Regions from separate parts of the Gossypium hirsutum genome. Here regions 1 and 3 are each linked to region 2. A link is a contact called in public Hi-C data. All regions are on one chromosome and are shown on one strand. Each heading gives the region's core, a stretch centred on a gene start, on an enhancer-like site or on the middle of the called end of the contact. The rest is flanking DNA. Distances are from core to core; before and after follow the strand shown. Region 1 holds the start of LOC107919274. Region 2 holds the start of LOC107918210 (zinc finger CCCH domain-containing protein 17). Region 3 holds the start of LOC107918216.

Evidence for each region. Hi-C and Micro-C count contacts between places; a contact is called where the count stands out from the background.
Region 1: a Hi-C map of leaf shows a contact between it and region 2, with 4 times the contacts expected there. The contact joins the promoter of LOC107919274 here to the promoter of LOC107918210 in region 2. A contact is called at or near these places in 2 of 34 Hi-C or Micro-C datasets (both in leaf).
Region 3: a contact with region 2 is called in a Hi-C map of leaf, with 2.6 times the contacts expected there. The contact joins the promoter of LOC107918216 here to the promoter of LOC107918210 in region 2. A contact is called at or near these places in 3 of 34 Hi-C or Micro-C datasets (callus and leaf).

The regions. Positions count from the first base shown.
Region 1 is chrA01:88,461,577-88,465,546 of Gossypium_hirsutum_v2.1, reverse strand. LOC107919274 reads left to right here and starts at 1,286. Exons shown (of 6, transcript XM_041111822.1): 1 at 1,286-1,670; 2 at 1,897-2,041; 3 at 2,198-2,812; 4 at 3,471-3,963. The coding sequence starts at 1,641.
Region 2 is chrA01:89,185,376-89,189,572 of Gossypium_hirsutum_v2.1, reverse strand. LOC107918210 (zinc finger CCCH domain-containing protein 17) reads right to left here and starts at 2,846. Exons shown (of 3, transcript XM_016847750.2): 1 at 2,329-2,846; 2 at 1,375-1,485; 3 at 1-919. The coding sequence starts at 2,505.
Region 3 is chrA01:89,872,801-89,876,838 of Gossypium_hirsutum_v2.1, reverse strand. It overlaps LOC107918216, which reads right to left and starts at 2,725. Exons shown (of 2, transcript XM_016847756.2): 1 at 1,716-2,725; 2 at 1,158-1,578. The coding sequence starts at 1,947. The coding sequence ends at 1,397.

The sequences.
Region 1 (3,970 bases), core at 37-2,536, 720 kb after region 2:
TAAATTTTGGCTCTTGAATTTGGTAAATAAATTTATATTTGTTCTTGAATTTTTTTTGTCTATTATGATTTCTGAATTTGAAAATCATTAATGACCATTTAAAAAATTATATGACTTTTGACCCATAACCTTAACAACTAAGTTCACTCTGGTACCTATATTTCTTATTTTGTCTATTTTAAACTTGAAGATGAGATCTATTTTGATCCCTAAATTGAAAAAGTTAAAATTTTGATGATGTGATATTTTGAAATTGTGTCATGTCATCACTTAAAAAAATAGGTAATAATTTGCTATAAACTTAGAATGACATATTCAATGTTTTAATAACTGAATTAATGATTGAACAGGTTAGATCATCAGTTCTCAATTCAACCAGTTCAACAGTAAGACCAACAATAATGAAATAAATAATTAAAAACTCATAATAATCTAAAAAATCAAGTAAAACCGATTTTATCTTTCTTTTTTAATTTTTTTTAGATTTTTAAGAATTTTTAATTATTTATTTAATTATTGTTGGTTCGACAGTTGAATACGTCGAACTGGTTAAATCGAGAACTGGTGGTCTAACGTGTTCAACATGAATTTGGTTATTAAAACATTGAATATGGCATTCTAATATTGTTCTAAATCATCATCTAAAAATCTTTTATTTTTCAAACTCAAAATACAACGTCATCAAAGTTTTAAATTTTTCAAATTCATGGATCAAAATGGATCTAATTGTCAAATTCAAAATAAACCCTAAAAAAAGTATAGGTACCAAAGTGAACCTAATTTTCAAGTTAGAAACCAATGTGAACCTACTTGCTAAGTTTAATGGCCAAAGCTTACATTATCCTTTTTTTTCACGATAATTAACAAAATAAACTTAAATAAATAATTATTTTTATAATAATAAAAATTCCATGGACTTACCAAATTCAAAAAGAAAAAGTTACACTATCCCTTTGACTCCCTCGTGAATTTAGGATTCAAAGATACACTCCTTTAAATTACTGATATAAATTTTAATTATTTTTTAAAATTCTAAATATTATTATTTTATTTCCTAACTCTCTAATTTCATCCTTATTCATTATAAATAATTATTTAACAAATGTACTATATTTTAAAAGATTATGGTATAATATAAATTATAATATTCATTAGGTGAATGTAGTATTTGATTGGAATTTATTTGACTATTATAACCATAATATTTTCAAATCTAGTTTTTTTTGTTTTTTCTTCGACCAAATATAATTTTATACAGCTATTTTCTTTAGAAAAATATTGGTCAGAGACGGGTATCCAAGGCTCATTATCCGGTAAAAATATTTTAAAGAAGTAATCATTTTTGTAACTTTTCTTCCTCTGAATCTGTCCATGGCATCCAAGGTTCACGAATTTAAACTCAAAGCATACAATTATTAAATAATAGGAGATTATTTATTTCTAGTAATTTTGTCAGTTTATAGGGCGAAAGAGAGACATATCACTTCAATTCCCTTACTGGACAGTTCTTCAGCTCTCAAGCAACAAGCATGGTGTAGTAATAATAATAATAGCGATGCTGCCAGTTCAGTGATTCTAGCTTCCGTTTCTATGTTTTATCTGCGGAGTGTAATATTGAAAGTAAATCAGTTTTCATTTTCATGGATTACGAAAGAATCCAAAAGCCTCAGGTACTTATGCTTCTCGCAATCTCTCTTTTCTTTTTTTATTTATTTTTTTTCTTAATGCCTTTCTCTTCGCCCTATGCTCCGTTCCTTTGTTATTTTTGGGAAAGTAAGAAAGCAAGCAAGAAATAGAGGAAGATGAGATTTCATTTTCAAATTTTCTTTTACTGATCCGTTGCTTAAATCCATTTATTACTGAACAAAAGAAAAAAAAAATTGTGAAAATCCGTAGGGTGGTGGTGGATTTTCCCCTGCTAAGCTACGGACTATGCTCCTAGGAGTAGAAAAGAAAAGAAAACAAGAAGAAGAAGAAGAAGAACAAGTTGAATCTTCAATAGATTTAAGATCTGAACTTTCTCACCTTGATGACGATTCAGGTATCTTTATTTTATTTGTTTATTTACTTATTTTTTGCTTTTATTGATGTATATTTGAGAATAGATTCAGAAAGAAGAAAGAAAAAAGGAAAAGTTGAAGAGAATGGAAAGAGTGTGGAAACTGTTGATTTTTATGTTTAATTTCTTTTTCTGCAGGGAAAAGTGGCTCTGATAGTTGCAAAGATGTAGATGTGGTGAGTGTTCTTCCAGAATGTTCCACTTCTACAACAGCTAGTTCTACAGTTGCTATGCAAAATGGTAACGAGCGAAGATCAAAGGATCATTCTTTAGGCACTGCTCAAAACCGGTTCATTGAGGATCATCCTGGTTTAGATTATGATAGTGGGCATGACAACATGAGTGTGTCCTCATCGATCTTTGAGTTTCAGAAGACTGAACGAGCACCGCAAAGGGTTCCCCTTGGGCCGTTTTCTAAGCCTGCTCCATCGAAATGGGATGACGCTCAGAAATGGATAGCCAGCCCTACTGCAAATCGGCCGAAGACAGGGCAGGGTGGGCAAGGGGTGGGATCAAGAAAAGGAGGTACTTTTGGTTACGGGAGGCAATCGTCTACTAAGGTGGTCATTGAAGTTCCAGATCAAAGGATGGTTGCTTTCGAAGAACCGGATACAAAACGGATTGATACTAATCATGCTAAGAAGGATGATGGGCTGCAGAAGTTTGTTAATTGGGAGAGTGATCCATACCCAGTTGTGGATTCATATGGGAAGCCTGTACTAATGATCCAGAACTCTGTTGCTGAGTCAGCTAGTAAGGATTAAATTTATTTTATGTTCGAAGTAGTCTTAGTTACATTTGCACGGTTCTGTTGAAAAATTAGCCTTCATATTCATAATTATCATGTCCACTCATGCTTTTAATCAAAGAATTAGCCCCTATTGAGCACTTATCATGTTAAAACTTAGAAATTTTGTGTTGTCATCAATTAGGCATAATTGCTATTGGTCTTGCACTAGAAGTTTACTGCAATTAGTAATGTATGATTAATTTTTGGCTGATTGAAACCGATATTATTTGAGGGTAGCCTTCTATTTAAATCTTTCGTGCATAAGAAGGAAGTTCCTTCATGTTACTGATAGTATTGGGGGTATTATTTTCCCTTTAGTCGACTTTGTGTGGTTAGTTTTTATACTTTCAAGTAAATGTGCAGTTGGTTTTTCTGCCGCAAGAACATAATCTCAGCTCTGACCCTTTTGATAAACTTGGAAATTTTCACACAAAGAGCAGATATGGTGAACTTGCAGCTTTGCTGTTTGAATGAAGTGCTAAAACTTAACTGCCAGTATGCATGCCTTAATTTATTTAAAAAAATCAACTCAACTTCTATGCATCAAAAGCGTCTAACATGAAGCTGCCTTAGTAATTTGCAATGCACTAATTAAGAAATTAATTGTTGATTTATTTGCAGTTAGTCTTAGCCAGCATGATTCATCAATATCGATACATAGTGCTACGACGTTTATTCCTCCTCCCTCAACAGCTAGATCAGTATCCATGAGAGATATGGGCACTGAAATGACTCCTATTGCTAGCCAAGAACCTTCAAGGAATGGAACTCCTGTGCGGTCAACAACACCAATTCGGAGCCCAAATTCATCGAGGCCATCAACTCCCACCAGAGCTGTACTTTCTACATCTCCAGAAAATTCACGTAAAGACCACTTAGATCTAAACAGAGATTTGTCAGAGAAGGAGCTCCAAATGAAAACAAGGAGAGAAATTATGGTTCTTGGGGCCCAGTTGGGTAAAACAAACATCGCAGCATGGGCTAGCAAAGAGGAAGAGGATAAGGATGCATCCACTTCACTGAAAATTGTAGCACCAGAACAACCATCTAAGAGTGTCATTGAAACCCGTGCAGCAGCATGGGAGGAAGCAGAGAAAGCCAAGTACATGGCCAGGTATTTT
Region 2 (4,197 bases), core at 1,597-4,096:
CCTCAACATGATCAGGACTATCAACTCTTGAGTAACCCCTTCTCTCCAGAGTAGACGACCCTAGTGGCATCCTCTCAGATGAAGCCCTCTGCTGGTCCCAATCATAATTCCCTTGCACATTGTCAAATGAATCATAGCCTCGAGCATCATGAAACATTTCTTGGTCAACATCAACCATGGCATCATAATTAGCAGGGCGACCAATGTCATATTCATTGACATTCCTTCCCTCATGTCCTCTAGTGCCTCCATATTGATCTTCACCATGGTAGAAATCAGAATCCCTGAGCTCATCATCCACAAGAACGTCAAAACCAGGAGAAGACTCCCTCAAAAATTCTTCAGTGTCCTTACTGCCATGAAAAGTCTGTTCATCTGAAGCATGGGGCTGATGCAACCAACCAGAATGACCCATAGAGCCACCATTAACAACTGAAGTAGTTTTTGTTGCTTTGTGTCGAGGAAGTTCCTCATCCAAGCCTACTGGAGATGGCACACTTTTCTCAGTTCCAGTACCACTCCTAGTGAAAGCGGCTTTAACTTTTGCAGAAGGTTTACTTTCAGGAGCTAGTCCAACAGTATTGGAAACATTAGTTGGGGGAAACTTCTGTGACTGAGATGCTTCAACTGCACCAAAAGTCTTCTTCAATAAATGAGGCTCACTAGCAGTGGTAGTTGCTGCTAGTTGTGTGGCTTTATTACTTGTAGTTGGACCATGCAAAAAAGCACATCTGTCACCTTTAATGCAAAGCCCTTTGAGGAAGAAAATACATGGAACTGCATGTTTGCCGGAGCTGTAAGAAGCACCCTGGCTGTAAGGCATATGACTAGCAGGTGCTGTAGTTGCTGCTGTGTGTGAAGAAGGCTTGGAAGAACCAGTCGGAGTTGTTGCTTGGGTTCCCAACAAGCCATCAAGGGGCTGAAAAGACACCATCAGAATAACACAAAAATTATCATAACCAGTCCAAAGTACATCACAATATGATTGAAATAGCTCAATATGTAACTTGACCATTTAAATAAATATTAAAGAAATTATAGTTATCTTAAAACGTAAAAGAGGTGTTGGGATAATTGTACATGAATGTTTTAGAAGAGAAAAGTAAGCGTAGAGTAGATTCAAAAGTATGGAACACCAGCTTTTAATGAAGAGTAAATAACAAACACGATCTTCTTAATACAATGTTTTTCATTTTATGGTTTTTCCTGTCAAATCAGCAAGTGACTTGGTAAAATATTCAATTTTGATTACCGGCAATTTTTCAAACTTCACTTTTGAAAATCATAAGTGCAACAAGACTCCCTACAAAAGCCTGTAAGACTAGCATGGCACAAAGATTATACTATTGGTGCAAGAGAAGAGAAGAAACTTACAGGATGTCGAAATCCACATTTTGGGTTCAAGCAATTTCCATTCAACCAGTAATAACAATCCCTTGGGTTAACCCGGGCATATTCACTATGACGATACTCACATTCACTTCCCTATTGGCATTGAGAAGGAAATAAATATTAATTACAGAATCTAATGAACAATCAGTTCTCATCTATAAACAACTAGATGGAGTTGATGAAGACATATTGTCAAAGGCAACTTCACAAATGGCAAAACATGCTTCTAGAAAAGAACTTCAAAACCAATGCAAACAGACAAAAATAGTTCAGAAAGGCTAAAAGTGAAACCGCAGTCAGACGACAATCTAAACTGTTCCGGAATAACAGTATTAGAGATGATGCATCAAAACATTCCATCATAAACAACAACATAAGTGCATCACAATGGAAACAACAAATTCTAGAAATACTTTCTATTTTTGACAATTAGGAAGAGTTTTATAAGGAACATAAATGTTTCCATATCTTTTACACGAATAACTTGAAGTTATAATAGCGCCAGATCAATTACAAAATACTACAAAACTAATGCACCAAAATTAACATAATTCATCAAATAAATACACATTTAACAGCCAACCCTAGGGGGAGAAGCCAATAATTTTCTTTAAGATGTATAAAAGAAACATCAAGGGAAATATGTCATATATTCCCAGATGTATTCACTAGGGCTTTACCACTAAGAACCTAATATAAATTAGCAAGATCTAACATGTAAACAGCTCAAAAAACAAACAAACAAATAAATTTTCACATTTCCAATAAATTTTATTACTTCCTATCATTTAAATTTAAATAAATAACTAAACAAAGAGCCATTGAAACAGGGAAAACGAAAAGTAAATCTGAAACCCTAATTGAAGTATCGAAGCAAGATCCAACAAACAACAAGATCTTGTTCCAAACCCTAAGGGTAAAAAAAGGGGGGACAACCTTTTTGCAGGTTAAAGGGGAAGCAAGAAAGTAAACGCAATCCGTATTCCTCTTCAAAGCCTCTTCTTCAGCCGATGGCTTTGTAGCCCCGGCCACCGTCACCGTTGTGGTCGCCACCGCCGCCTGTTTCTTCTGTTGCTGCTGCTGTTGTTGTTGTGGTGGCGTAGCCGCTACCATGGCGGATTTTTCAAAAAAAGTAACAAAAGAAAAAGATCTTTTCTCAATTAGATCGAAATATTCAAATAATGAAAAAGATAAGATGATGCGAAGAGAAAAGAGGGAGGAGGAGCCGCCAGGAAAGAGATTGGGGGATTGTGGGGATGAAGGAAATATATAAGAAACCTGAAAGGCTGGCTAAGCTAAAAAAGAAAGAGAATATAAAGGAAAAAGAGAAAAATATAATAAAGAAAAGGTTAGAGATGGGAAAGGAGAGGAAAGAGAGAGAAGTTGTAATAATAAGATGGGTGGTGATGTGTTCCTTATGTCACATACACAACCATAGCTTTTAAGTGGACTTCATTTGTGTTGTTCCTTTTTTCCCTTTTATTTGATATATATTATACACTAATTTACATCTTTATTTTTTTTTATTGTCTACTCACTAAAATTTATAACTCTAAAATTATCAACATGTATTAGACCAGTGTTAAAGGTATATTCTACCTCTAAAATTAATATTGTAAGGATATATAATTATGAATTTTTAAAAAAAATTAATTTTTATTAATCGTGAAATGAAGGTGAAATATATTTTCATTATACTTAAAACAAATGCTTAAAGGTGTTAAAAAAACTTTCAAACTTTGTTAAAAGTAGTAATTAAGCCTCTCCTTTCTTTCTTTTTTTTAACTTAATTAAGCATTTGAACTTTTAAAATGCATAAAAAAGGCTCTCAAACTTCTTTAGAAAAAAAAAGCAATAAGCAACGAAGTTATTACTTTTTTTCACTCAATTAAACTTTCAAAATGCATCAAAAAAACTCTCTAATTTTTTTTAAAAAAACAATTCATCCCTTAATTTTACTAAAAATTAGAAAAAAATGATAAAAGATAAAAAATAAAAAATTTTAGAAAAATTATAAAATTTTAATAAAAATTTAAAAATTAGAAATTTTTTATAAAATTCGTAAAAAATAAAAAATTGTAAATTTTTATAAAAATCATAAAAAAAATTAATGACCCCTAGTTTTTTCAATTAAAATTACCACGTATCACAACTCAGTGTGACATGTGGCGAAAAATGATAAAAAAAATAAATATCAATAAAAGTTATAGAAAAATTATAAATGCTTTTTTGGTATGATAATTTTTATAAATTTTTTTACGAAATATATATTTCTTTACATTTTGTATAATTTTCTTACGACTTTATAAAATTTTATAAAATTTTATATTTCTATATATTTTATAATTTTTACAATTTTTATATGTTTTACTATTTTTTAATGAATTTTTAATATTTTAATTTTTTATTAAAATTTAATAATATTTATAGATTTTATTGATTTGAATTTTTTATAGTTTTTTATAAATTTTTTTTAATTTTTAATAAAATCAAAGGTTTAATTGCTTTTTTTTTTAAAAATTGAGGGTCTTTTTAATGGATTTTGAAAGTTCAAGTCCCCAATTGAATGTAAAAAAAAAGAGGTTTAATTATTTTTTTGAAAAGGTTTAAGGGCTTTTTTTTATACATTTTAAAAGCTCAAGTATCTATATGAGTGCAAAAAAGAAAAAAGAGCTTAATTTTTTTTCTAAAACAAGTTTAGGGTTTTTTACACCATTAAACTTAAAATAAATTATTATTATATTTTTTTTATGTTTGAATTTTTTGTATTGTGTTATAATGTAAGCTTTTTAACCTAAATGTCAC
Region 3 (4,038 bases), core at 1,476-3,975, 690 kb before region 2:
AGCCACGCTCCATTTGCTTTTCTTGAAAACGACTGTATGGAAAAGGAAAGAAGATGGAAAGGGAGACCCTGCTGGCCGTAGCTATATGATAACCCCCAACAGTGTGCGATGGGGACAATTATCATCTCTCTTCTTTTTTGGCAACTTGTCCAAATGCTAAAATATAAAACGTGCCACCTTACAACTAGTGTTCAATATTGGTTGAAAGGCTTCACCAAATTCATTCATGCTAGCATGGACCCCGTTTCTTAATCCCAGCTCATGAAAACTTTTCTCACTTCAATATTGAATTTAACAATTATTTTCATATTGAATTTTTTTAATCCAAATTAGTACTTAAAAGCTGTGAGAACAATGGCAAAGTTCAAACCTAAATAGTGATTTAGCACGATTATTTATGCATAAATAAAATGATTAGGGGAAAGATCTGCCAAAAACCATGAGGTTACCTTGCACATATACAAAACCAAGTTGTATATTTCAACTAACGACGTGAGACCAAACATGTATTGAACAAAAGAAAGTAGACCCTAGTCCATATTTCTTACATATTGACAAGATTTTGAGCCCATTTGTGCTCCCACCCAAAGTAGCCTTTTTAAGTTTGAAAGAGGAGAAAAAGGGTTGTGCAAGGACAAAGACCTACTCCTTTAAAGTCGATAATTATAACGGAAGATTAGCCGCTTATTTCGCCTCACCGAACATCTAATTATTCAAAAGATCCTTCAGAAAGTGCCACACAACCAGCTCCTCAATAATACACTGTTAATTAATCTCAAGTGGTTTGATTTTGGGTCTTAAGTTCAATAAAAAGAATCAATTCCTAAGAATAAGCATCCATCAGGCGATAATGTTGAATAAAATTCTTAAATTGGTCATAAATCTGAATGATTCAGTCCATCCATCATGTCCTATATATTTCTAGCCATATCCAATTACCAAATCAAAATCCTTGAAAGCAACTTGTAATATTAAGGGCAAGTCAGAAGAACATTTCAAGCAATGGATATAAGCTACCGAAAATACATGTTTATGGACAATTCAGAACAACTTTTTGAACACTGGGTGTAAGCCAAACCTTACGTAGGGTATGAAATTAATAGAATCATCCATCAAAAGCCATTCAACAATAGAACGCAACACTTCAAAGACAGAAATGGAAAATCAAGCACACCATGAATGTTCTCTTCATTCTTATTGCATAAGGCAAAATACTGAAAAACAAGTTCAAATTTATTCCTGCAGGTCTTTTCTCACCTAAATGAGAAATAAGGTGAAAAACATAAGCAATACTCTACCATGGCCATCAATGATAATAGACTAACTTCCAAGGCTTTATTTATAAGTAAAGCTAACCCAAGAAATAAAGGATCATAAAGGGTTGGGAATTGTTTAATTAATGGGAGGAAATCTTGAGATTGAGGGATTTATTAAACCATGCCTTCCAATTCCCACTTGCCTTCCTATTAATTGATTCAGCTGCCTTCCCGTCGTCTTTCACTTTCTCAGTCCTTGGCTTCTTGCACAGCATGAAATTCCTTGCCCCTTGTGATCCAATTGTCTCCCATGGACTTAGTGCTGCAATGAAAAAACATACCAAACACCCAAAATCATGAATACTACTAATTTTTCCCAAATAAAACACCATTTAACATCAAATAAGCAAATCCTGGAAATTTTTTAATCTTTAAAGATTGAAATGAAAACCGACATACCATCTGATCCAGCACTGGGGCAATAAAGGAGGAAATCATTAAGATTGGATCCGAGAACGGGAAGCCGACCCTCACGAGCGTAGGATTTCAAAGCAGTATCAATGACGGCAGCAACGAGCTCTTCCTCGTTAACAACAAAACGGATCGGCCCAGCACTTCCGAGAACAGTGACGCTAATCAGGAGCCTGTTGCCCTTGGGACCCTGGTTCTTCTTCTGCTTGTAAAGCAACATTCTTTCAAATTTTTTTTGTTCAAAATTCAAAATGAAAAGGAATCAAAACCAAAAACAGATGAATGAACAATTCACCAACAACCGCGAAAAGAGAAACAATGGGTTTGTTTTGTTATTTTGTGGGGCGTATAACAAAAAAAAAACAAATCTGGGTTATTGGTGGAAAGGAATAGAGGTATTGAGGTGGGGTTGTTTATGGGTCAAGGCCAAGGCAGCGGTAGTACCAGCCTTCTTTGCAAGAACCGAATGCGAAAGCAGAAGCAGCAGAAAGAGGAAGGAGAGTGCTCGCCCTCGATTTGCAAGGGGAGAGCATCAATATACTACAGCTCCAAATTGTTTCCACCATTCACAAAAATACCAAAAGATCAATGGTTTGATTCCAACAAAAAGGGGAAAAGAGCCAGAAAAAAGAAGTTCTGGGACGCAGATTTCGACGAAAAAAGGAGAGGAATTTTAGTGATTGTAGGTAGAAGGTGTGGGAAGCGTTTGGGGGTATTTAATAGAGGAACAAAACAAGGAAAAGGATTAGAGTAATTCAGGTTGAGGTGGTATATTAGCCTTATAGAGGGGAGGCAGGAAAAGGGTTTCTTTCTTTCTCTTCTGCCGTAGGGTTGCAATGTATATATATACGGAAGTTGTTGTTTCCGTGTAGAGTTAGCATTTGGGCATATTTACGCGTTCATCCCTCCTTGTCCACCAAGCCACCTATTCATTCGCGACCGCCATATTCCCCTCCTCTTTCTTTCTACAACAATAATATTCAATTTGTTTTATTTTTATAAATAAAGTTTCTTTGAAGATTTTTCCATTAGTCATATATGTCAATTTGTTTTATTTGCCTTTTTAGGTATTTTTTCTAACTTAAGGAAATAGGTCGTTCTTTAAAAGAGAAAGGGAAAACACGCTTAGTTAAATGTGTTTTCTTATTAATTATATAAAAAACTCGTTCGTCAAAAGTCAATTCTAACGATTTTTTAAACGTTGGCTGGCAATGGTAAAAAGATTTAAAGTGCTCCAACGGTCATTTTTTTCTACAAATACTATACAATTTTAATTTTTTTCACTCAAATCTAACTCTCTCAATTCTTTCAACTTTATTAGGGCTAGTTTAGCAATACTTTTGAAAAATGTTATGGAAAAGTACTTTTGAAAAGTTTAGTTTAAATTTTGAGTATTTAGCATTACTGTCAAAAAATACTTTTGAGAAATAAAATGTCCATTTTAGACATGTTATTATCAAGTAACAAATATGTATTTAAATAATGTTTAAATTAATTTAACATTATTATATTTTTGTAAGAATATAAAATTTATTATAATTTGCTGTTAATATTTTAATATATGAAATATAAATTTTAAATATTTTTAAGCAATAAATATTAATTATTTATAAAATTTAATTAAATATATAAATTATATTTTGAATATTTAAGTATAATCATTAAATATTTGTAATTAATATTTTAAAAAATATTTTTTATTTTTAATTAATGATTTTAACACATTTGTAATTAAGCACTAAGAAGGAAAAAAAGGGAAAGTACTATGTTATTAGAGGGGTGAAAAAGTATTTAAGCACCAAAATTGCTTTTGGGAAAGGAAAAGCTAAAAATTTTAACTTCTCCTGAAAAGCCAAAAAATTCAGTCAAAAACAGTTTGTTTAGCACAACTTTTCTACAAAAGTGCTTTTAGAGCTAGAAGTGCTTTTTTTAAGCACTACTAAACAGGCTCTTAATTCTCTCAATTTTCTCAAGTTTTGTTCTAAATTTTCCGATACGCTTGTTTAAAAATATTATTTTTTAATGATTTCATATTTTATTCATTTGATTAAATTTTCAAGAATGACAACATTTCTGATTCGTTTCGAAGAAAAGTACATTTTCGTCGCTCAAGCAATAATGGTAAGACGAAATTTTAAATTTTTTTATTTTCAATTAAGTTAAATTTAAAGTTTCTTATTTTTTAAAATATTTTAAAATATTTTTTTGTCGATATAAATAGGCGAATGATCGTGTTTTGGAGGGGTTTATACACAATTTGTCAAAAGGACCAATCACCAAAATTTATGGTTACTTGCAAAACACGAGATTC